2 separate regions of the Rattus norvegicus genome follow, and region 1 is linked to region 2. The links are chromatin contacts, called in public Hi-C maps. All regions are on one chromosome and are shown on one strand. Each heading gives the region's core, a stretch centred on a gene start, on an enhancer-like site or on the middle of the called end of the contact. The rest is flanking DNA. Distances are from core to core; before and after follow the strand shown.

Region 1 (4,371 bases), core at 654-3,153, 140 kb after region 2:
TCTGAATCACCCCACTGGGGTCTAGACTTTCTCAGAGCTGTGGTTCCTTCCATCATAACTGCCTACCACAAGACACAAGGTAGGCAGAGATGGTGAGCTAGGCTCTTCCGTGCCTGGCCAGGGAGGTGGGCTGTCACCCCAAACTTCCAAGTAACATCATTGCTTTTCTCCGACCTGTACCGAGGACTCTAGCCATGTGGGCATGGAGACGGTCTAGAAGAGGAGGAGCCTCTGGATAAAGCCAGTGGTGTCAATGCCCTGACTGTACCCTTCAGGGCCAGCGCACAACCTCCAGCAGCCTGAAAGTGCCGAGGGCTGCTCTTGTCAGTTTGACTGGGTTAAGAGATGCCTAGGCCATTGGTAAGGCAAACGTCGGGTCTGCCGGAGAGGCCATTCCAGATGCCAACTGACTTGTGGGTCAGGAGCTAGATCTGTGCAGCAGCGTTCATGGGCTGGGGCCTCGGCGGAGTAAGAGTGGGACATGACACGTGTGCTGTTTTGTGTCTTTTTTTTTTAATTTTTTAAAATTTTTTATTTATCATATATGAGTACACTGTAGCCGTCTTCAGACACACCAGAAGAGGGCATCAGATCTCACTACAGATGGTTGTGAGCCACCATGTGGTTGCTGGGATTTGAACTCAGGACCTCGGGAAGAGCAGTCAGTGCTCTTAGCCACTGAGCCATTTCTCCAGCCCCTGTTTTGTGTCTTTAACCCCAGCACTTTGGAGACAGACTTTGGAGACAGCACCAGGCAGATCTCTGTGAAGTCGAGGCCATCCTGATCTCCACAAGGAGTTCTAGGACAGCTAGGATCACATAGAGAGACCCTGTCTTGGGGGCGAGAAAGTAGAAAAAAAAATGGGAGAAAGCCAGCCAGTGTGTGCAAGTTCTACTCTTCCGAGCCAGTGTCCCCTGGTTTCTTTGGCAAGCTTGTTTGATTGGTTTGTTTGTTTTTGAGGTGGTCTCACATTCTAGCCCATGCCGGTCTTAACTGCCTGCTCCGATCCTCCTGTCTCAGTATCTCTGAATGCTGCAATGACAGACACGTACACAGCACTGCTCAGTTCACTGGGTCAGTGTCCACTCAACTGGAGACTCCAGGAAGTGTGCGTGTCTTTACCTCGGGCTGTGGGAATGCAGTGGGAGGCGCCTGCTGCTTAGACCCAGACCCTCAGAGACCTGGTTCTCCTGCTCTCCAGAATGCAGATGGCAATGGTGTTCAGGCCTCTCACCTCAAACCTAGCAGTCTATTGTAATTATGCATATGATATATAATTAGATATAAACACAATTGAATATAATATACTAATATTAAATATAATACGTTCTACTGGTCCTGTTCTTCCAGAAACCCCCAAATATACCTGCCACAGCCAAAGTCAGATGTGACCCCTCTTTTTTTCTAAGCTGTCCCCACCCCACTTTTCAAACCAAAACCTCCACCCCACCTCCCTAGAACCTTAGGGTTTCAGGTCCTTTATAGGTCCTATTCCCTCTGCCTGGTGTTCTCTTCCCCAGAAGTGAGCATGGCTTCACCTCTGGAGTGACTTGGCAAAAGGACTACCCATTACACACCCCTACCCCCCACCCCACCCCCCACCCTGGCGCACCACCCAAGCACCGTGCCTAGGTGGTCAGCCCAGAGGGTGGAGCCTACCTGTCCAGTCAAGAGGGTAGGAAACTGCCCCATAAACCAGGATGACTAAGTGGAGAGTTAATCATGGAAGTAGGTGGGGCTGACTCTAAGGAGCTAGGGCCAGGTGGAGAGGGAACAGGAAATGGGTAGAGGGTGGGAGAGCAGGGCTGAAGCCGGAAATGGTGATTCCTCCCTCATAGGCTGTGTCAGAAAGGCCCACAGAGGGCGCAGCCTGGCTTTTGGGAACAGAAACAGAAATGGCCCAGCCCGGACCTATAAGGTTCCTACCAGAAGAGACTAACCAGTAAGCTCTGGTTGCCTTGGGGGCCAGGAAGATGGTAGGATCAGGAAGGCTGGGAGGAGAAAGTCAGTTCGCCCCTTGACCTTCCCAGCACCTAGCCCTGGATTCCTGCGGGAATCTTTGACTTTGACAGCATTGCTGGTCCTAGAGCTCACCTTCCCTCAGGAGTCAGTCCCCCTCCGGACTGTGGCCGGCAGCCTGGGCTCAGAGCCGGCTTTGCACCTATAACCTCCGCGTCTTTGGTGCGACCTATCTTATTTACAGAGTGCTATTCCAGCTGCCAACTCAGGAATGGCGGGAGCAGGCAGTGAAGTAAAGCAGGATAAACTGAGCCGGGGTGGGGTCAGGCCCAGCCCAGGTCACACAATTCAGACTAGTCCTAGTGATACAGCGGCCCCTGCACGTCAGGCTGGAGTCGAGAGCAGTCGCCCAAAACCCAACCGGCTCGCATCCTCGCGTCTTCACTTTCTCGTGTGATCCACGAGACGTGCGACAAGGGCGCAGGGCAAGGAGGGGCGTCCAGCCGGCCCATTCGACCCGCGAGGCCACGGGGAGCGTGCAGGGGGCTACATTGTCCCGCAGCCCTGGCTGGGACCAGAGCGTGAGGCATTGTATCCCTGTCTGTGCAGCAGAGCAGCGGCCAGCACTGCCCTCTAGCGGTAGAGGAAGGAATCGCGGAACCTCCAGGCCCTGGGAGGGTGCCAGGCCTTGGGCTGCCTGGACTCCAGGACTCCGCTGGGTCTGCCAGTTCGGGACCCACCGCTGACACTACTCCCCACTCCTCCAGCCATATGCCCTCCGAAGGCTCCTTGCTACGAAAATTCGCCGCCTGACTCGAACCAGCCCCTCTCCTGGCTACCACCCTGCAACTCCTCTGGGTCCCCTCCACATCCTGCTAGATGCTGGCCTTTGTTTCCTCCATGACCCTCGTAGTGAGGTGCGTCCTGCCAGCCCCACTGGGTTCCCACAGGCTCCCAGGCTTTGAGTGTGCGACACCCTAGTTTACAGTGCTTCAAGGTGCAGGCGACGGCTGTGTTGACATGGCAACACACCTTTTCACCCGAATGACCAAGAAACACACTGGCCTGTGTCTGCACAGTGCACTCTGCCTGCAGGCAAAAGCGGCCCAAGTCCAGCCCTCTGCACTTCTCCCTCCAGTCAGACAGCCGTGCTCTCCATCTGGAATGCTGTCCTCCCAGCTTAGCTTGCTCACCAAGCAGGATAACTATGCCTCCAGGGAGCTTTCCTGGTCCCCTCTGGCCTGGCCTGGCCTTCCCCAGGTGCACATTTACGTGACTCCGGTGCCTGCAGGGCTGAAGGCTGAACACACATGAAGAAGAACTGAACACAGAACGACCTAAGAAGAGGGCTTCCTAGCGCCCACCTAGCACCTAGAAGGCAGGTATGGCTGTGTACAGTACATACGGTGTTCACCTCTGTCACCGTAAAACATCAAGGCTCTTCAGAAAGCTACTACCTCCCAGAGGTACATCCGGAAGAAACAGTCTAAGAGGGGTTCCCCAGAGGGAAAAGGGTATTTGGGCAAACTGTAGTCCTCACAGGTCTTTAATCCCAGCCCTGGGGTGTAGAGACAGGCCTGGTTTACATAAGGAGTTCTAGAACAGCCAGAGATACAAAGTAACACCATGTCTCAAAAACAAACCAACAAATGAGCGGGACTGAACTATGTCTAGTAGCTCACACTTGTAATCCCCAAACTCAGGAAGCTGAAGCAGGGGAATTGCTGTGAGTTCAAGGTCAACTTGGCCACCAAGTGAAACCCTGTCTCACAAAAACTAAAACAGGGCTGGAGAGATGGCCCAGCAGTTAAGAGCACTGACTCGGGGCTGGGGATTTAGCTTAGTGGTAGAGCCCTTACCTAGGAAGCGCAAGGCCCTGGGTTCGGTGAGGCGGGGCCGTGCGAGAAGGGGGCGGGGCCGTGTGAGGGGCGGGGCAGGCAAGTGAGGTCGGTGGGCAGTGACTGGTATGTGGGTCAGCGGCCTGAACATTAAAGATGAACTTTTGCCGGGATAATGTGATACAACATTGTATGTGGTAGGTGTTCCAGCTAGGTACCAAGACACCGCCGTGTCCTTAGGAGACGGGAAGAGACAAACATTCCGCCCTCCTGGACTGTCCTATGACTTGAGAAATGAAAACATCACTGCGCTGGGCTGGTGACACAGACCTTTACTTCTAATACACTTGGGAGACAGAAACAAGTAGCTCTCTGTGAGTTCAAGGCCAGCTTGGTCTACAAGGAGAGTTCCAGGTCTAAACAATGAAACCCTGTCTCAAAAAAAGTGTGTGTGGAGGGGGTGGGAGTGTAAAGAGATGGCTCAGTGGTGGGGGGGAGGGTAGAGAGATGGCTCAGTGGTGGGGGGGAGGGTAGAGAGATGGCTCAGTGGTGGGTGGGAGTGTAAAGAGATGG
Region 2 (4,314 bases), core at 669-3,168:
GAGAGAGGGAATATGATAGGTGTGTATGTGAACATGTGTGTGTTAGAGAGAGAGAAGAGAGAATGTGTGTTTGTGTGTGTGTGTTCAGGGCATTATTTTTTAAGGCCTGGTCCCATGTAGTCCAGACTGGCCTTGAACTCCCAATCTTCCTGCCTTGATCTACTGAATGGTAGTGTGACAGGGATGTCCCACCATGCCAGGCAGATCTTTGAACCTATATTTATATGGATTTTATCAGAGAAGGTCAATTTTAGGCTATGTATTTTTCTAATGTGAATACTGACACAAACAGACCATTTATAAAGAGTAATGTCTGTCCCAGCGCTGTTTCTCAGGACCTCTTCACAATAGCGAACAGTACAGGCAGGTTTGTGGGTTTGGAAGCAGGGTTTGCACAGCCCTGGCTGGTCCTGAATTGGTGATTCTCCTGCAGCTAGACTTGCAGATGTGGCTGTGGCAGATGCAGACCCTCTTACACAGCGAGAGGTTGGTGGCTGTAGCAGTTACGCTTCATTTCATCGTCACCCACCAGCCTTGCGGCCGTTCCACATCATTCCGCCTCCGCTCTTGATGATGTGCTGTTTCTTCCACAGATGACGTCTGTACTTCAGGAAGCTAGCCGATTTGGCAGTGTTCTACTGAAAAGTCAAAATGAAAGTCATTTGTATTTGCTTTCTTGATGTGTGTGGGGATTGAAAACAGCCTTGAACGTGTGGGCAGCCTTAGTCACTGAGCTCCATCTTTAAGACAGTCTCGTGAAGTGGCCCAAGCAGTCCTCCAATCTGTGCTCCTCCTGTTAGCCTCCGGTAGCTACAGTGACAGGCTGTGTGATCAGGTGGGGTTTTGTTTGCTGTTTGGTTTTTTTGTTTTGTTTTTGAGACAGGGCCTCACTATGTAGCTCTGACTAGAAATCACTACGTAGACTAAGCTGGCCTCCAACTTAGAGATCTATCTACCTCCTGAGTGCTGAGACTAAAGGTATGTGCCATCATGCCCAGCTTTCTTCCTTCCTTTATCTAATTCCGGGATGGCTCTCAGGTTGCCAGACATGCACAGTGAGTGCCTATACCCAAGGAGCCTTCTCACCAGGTATCCACTTGGGTTTATGTTCATTCTCCCCACACCCCAAGACTGGGTCTTGCTATAGCTGAGGTTGGCTTTGAACTTAGAATCCTCCTGCCTCTGCTTCTCCAGTGCTGACATAAAAGGCTCTACAGAAACCTAGGGCTCACGGGGAAGCCCATCACTTTTGATGTTTCAGCTGTAACATACTGTCTCAGGATTTCTTTGTGAGGGTTTCCATGGCAATATTGTGGGACTAAGGAGAATGCTGTTTGTCCTTATTAGATGAGAGCACTGGACTTCAGCAGTTCTTGGCTTACTCCTGCAGTCTTTGGAAGACCTGAGCGCCTGAGACGCAGCTGCACGGCATCCTGGTGCTGTGCTGAGTCAAGATGAATTGCTCCCCACCGCCCTTGCCCTTCCTGTTTTCTCACTCTCAAAGTAGGGGTCACAGGGATGAACAGGTGGGTCTCCTAGCAGAACAGGGGTGCCTGGAACTGGGGACCATCAGACCAACCCAGGAAGGGCTGTGTCTTGTGGACCAGGCCACTCCTCAGAAGCCTACCACGTCCCATTGCCTGAATTCCTAATCTGCTATTGGGGCATGTTGACATTTATTATTTTATCTTCAGTGCTTTGTGGTTTGCCTGAAATGCTTTACAAAAGACACCACCGACCACGTCTTTCCCAGTCTTCACTGTGGAGTCACCTCAGACCTTCTCAGTCCGGGGCAAGGTGGGTCCGAGCTTTTTGTCTCCTTCCCTGTGAACTTGGCAGGTTTGAGACTGTAGAAGGCGTGTGTGATCCACCACTGTGCTCAACCTCAAGTGCCACACTGACCTCTGATGACATCTGAGCTGTTCAGATAGGAAATACGCTGCAGGATCAATATCTGTTTATCTTAGTTTCTGCCTGTCCTCGGCTGTATTGATCTTTCCATTAGCACTCTTGTGTGCTAATGGGTGGCTGGGGAGCAGATCACCGAGAAGCCACAGAAGTTGGGTCTGAAATCTCAGCATTGGAGGTGAGGTGGGAGCGTAGTGATTCTGAAGTCAGCATGAGTTAGTTACCCAGCAGGCCCATCTCAGAAAACGTAAGGAAATCTTTAAGCATGTAGACTGGTCTGGAAAAGGAGAGTTTGATTACCCTCATGCTGGACAGCTCACAACTGCCTGCCTCTAGTTCTACCTCCAAAGGATCCAGCGCCCTCCTTCGGTCTCTGGGCAGCTATAGCCAGGTGCACGTAAGCTCACACAGGCACATGTACAACTTAAAAACATTAGAAAGCTAACTCCAGGAAACAGAAGACAGCTATACACAAGCTAAAAGTAGGCATCATGAGCCACAGATTGCTTGGTCAAAGACTGTAGCATGTCCAGATCAACCTGGCTGTGGAGTGAGGTCATGTCTCAAGCAAACGTGTCTAACTCTGGACCTTTGTCCTCTGGGAAAAGGGAGCAGCAGAGGGCACAGCGCTCACTGTGTAAACCTGATGAACTGAGTCCAGATCCCTAGAAGCAGCATAGCACAGCACAAGTGTAGGTAACCCCCATGGCATCTACAAGGAGATAGAGGCTGAGACAGGAGAAACACAAGCTTGCAAGCCAGGTATCCCGGTGTTTACAGCAGTGAACAAGAGGCTCTGTATCAAGGCAGAAGGCAAGGCCCCACACCCACTGCAGATGCAATGTAGCTCGTGTGCCCATACACACAGACACGAGAGAAGGAGCAGGGTAGTCTTGGGTATTCCCCAAAAGATGGGCGCAGTGGCCCAAGAGTGCCCACCCCCAGATGGGAACAGTGGTCTTAGTGCGCCCCCATCAGGAAGGAGTGAAGGAAGTACAAGTGGTCGTTCCTGAGGGCCAGTTGACCTCACTATACAGGCAGCTCTCCCTGAGGAATGTTAGTTCTCTATGGACTTAGGCAGTATGCTAATGGCTGAGAGAAAGCCAAACAGACACAGCACATCCAGGCCCCAGATGGAAACAAGCTGCAGTTATTGGTCGTCTCACTGGCTTGTTCATCTTTTCATGCAAGCAGTAGCAAGTTTTGGTAAGTGGTTTTCATTTTTGTGACACTATACTCAATTAATTCTATTGGATTAAAAACAGTGTATTTCAATATATTTTATTAATATATTTTATATATTAAATATATATATTTCCAGCTATAGGAGAAATGACTGAGCACTTAAGAGCATGAACTGTTTTTCCAGAGGACTGACTGGAGTTTGGTTTCTGACACCCAAATCAGGTGGCCGACAACCTCTTGTAACTCTAGCTCCAAGGACCCCACCCCCACCCCCATTTGTGGTTGCCCTGGTCATCTGTACATGTGGCCTATACACAAATACCTAAGTAAAACTAAAATTTAAAAAGATTATTTCTCTGTGGGTGCATGTGCATTTGCACACATGCACATGCAAATATGTGTGGCTGCCAGGGGAAACCAGAAGTTCACAAGTGCTCTCAACTGCTAAACCATCTCTCTGTCCCCACTTAGGAGACTTTACACGTCTGGTATTTCTGGGATAGTTTCAGAACTAAAACATTCTCTTCAGATTTTAAGCACAGGGTTGGGAGTGTGGACCAGCAGTTGAATATTCAGTTTGTATGAAGTCTGGATTTGATTTCCAGGACCACAAAACAGACAAATGGAGGACAGGTACAAAGTAGTAGCTTCTAGGAAACTCAGGCTGTCTCCAGGATGTAACAGTGAAGTCCGCCGGTTTACAAAACTCGGCCCTCAGCCATTGTTTATGTCACTGGAGCTTCAGGATCTCTGGGACGGAGCAGTGGGGCAGCTGCAGCAGTGGGGAGAGCGACCCCAGGACCCTTGAGGCACAACAGCCAGTGGTCTGGAGCTCCAAGACCGTGGTCACAGGCAAGGTGGCCAGGGAGTCAAAGGGCCCGGTGCCCTGTTTCCAGCAGCATGCTCTCTAGCTGCAGCTTGCTGTCGCTCTCTATGTAGGGCTGGTGCAGCCACATGGACAGGTAGGTCAGGCTGAGGTTGCGGTCTACAGTATGGGCCAGCTCTGCGCCAATGGTGTGCTTCAAAAGGAGCTCCTTCCTGTATGCTTCGGAGAGCTGGTGGGAGACCTCATCTGCAACAGAGCACACACCATGGCTGCATGAGAACACTGTCCTGAGTTGGAGCCGAGCTTTCACAGGCTCCTGATTAAAAGCCGGAGCTGGTACTGGCAAGGTGACTCACCTGGTAGAGTACTTGCCCAGCATGCATGGAGCCCTAGGT

Evidence for each region. A called contact is a pair of places that touch in the nucleus more often than the background predicts.
Region 1: a Hi-C map of liver shows a contact between it and region 2, with 3 times the contacts expected there. The contact joins two enhancer-like sites. A contact is called at or near these places in 5 of 12 Hi-C or Micro-C datasets (the A7r5 cell line, the Rat2 cell line, liver and 1 more).

Annotation. Positions count from the first base shown.
Region 1 is chr6:135,840,623-135,844,993 of GRCr8, forward strand. No RefSeq gene overlaps it. Among named protein-coding and RNA genes, the nearest start is that of Ankrd9, 13 kb to the left of the region's middle. Within about 2 kb of position 1,904, at least 23 of the 93 cell types and tissues checked have an H3K27ac peak or open chromatin away from gene starts, as enhancers often do. A contact at or near this core is called in liver, where this site is marked.
Region 2 is chr6:135,703,628-135,707,941 of GRCr8, forward strand. It overlaps Zfp839 (zinc finger protein 839), which reads left to right. Exons shown (of 8, transcript XR_010052386.1): 7 at 1-3,114; 8 at 3,230-4,314. It overlaps Cinp (cyclin-dependent kinase 2-interacting protein), which reads right to left. Exons shown (of 5, transcript NM_001106758.2): 5 at 3,164-4,165. The coding sequence ends at 3,963. Among named protein-coding and RNA genes, the nearest start is that of Cinp, 15 kb to the right of the region's middle. Within about 2 kb of position 1,919, at least 14 of the 93 cell types and tissues checked have an H3K27ac peak or open chromatin away from gene starts, as enhancers often do. A contact at or near this core is called in liver, where this site is marked.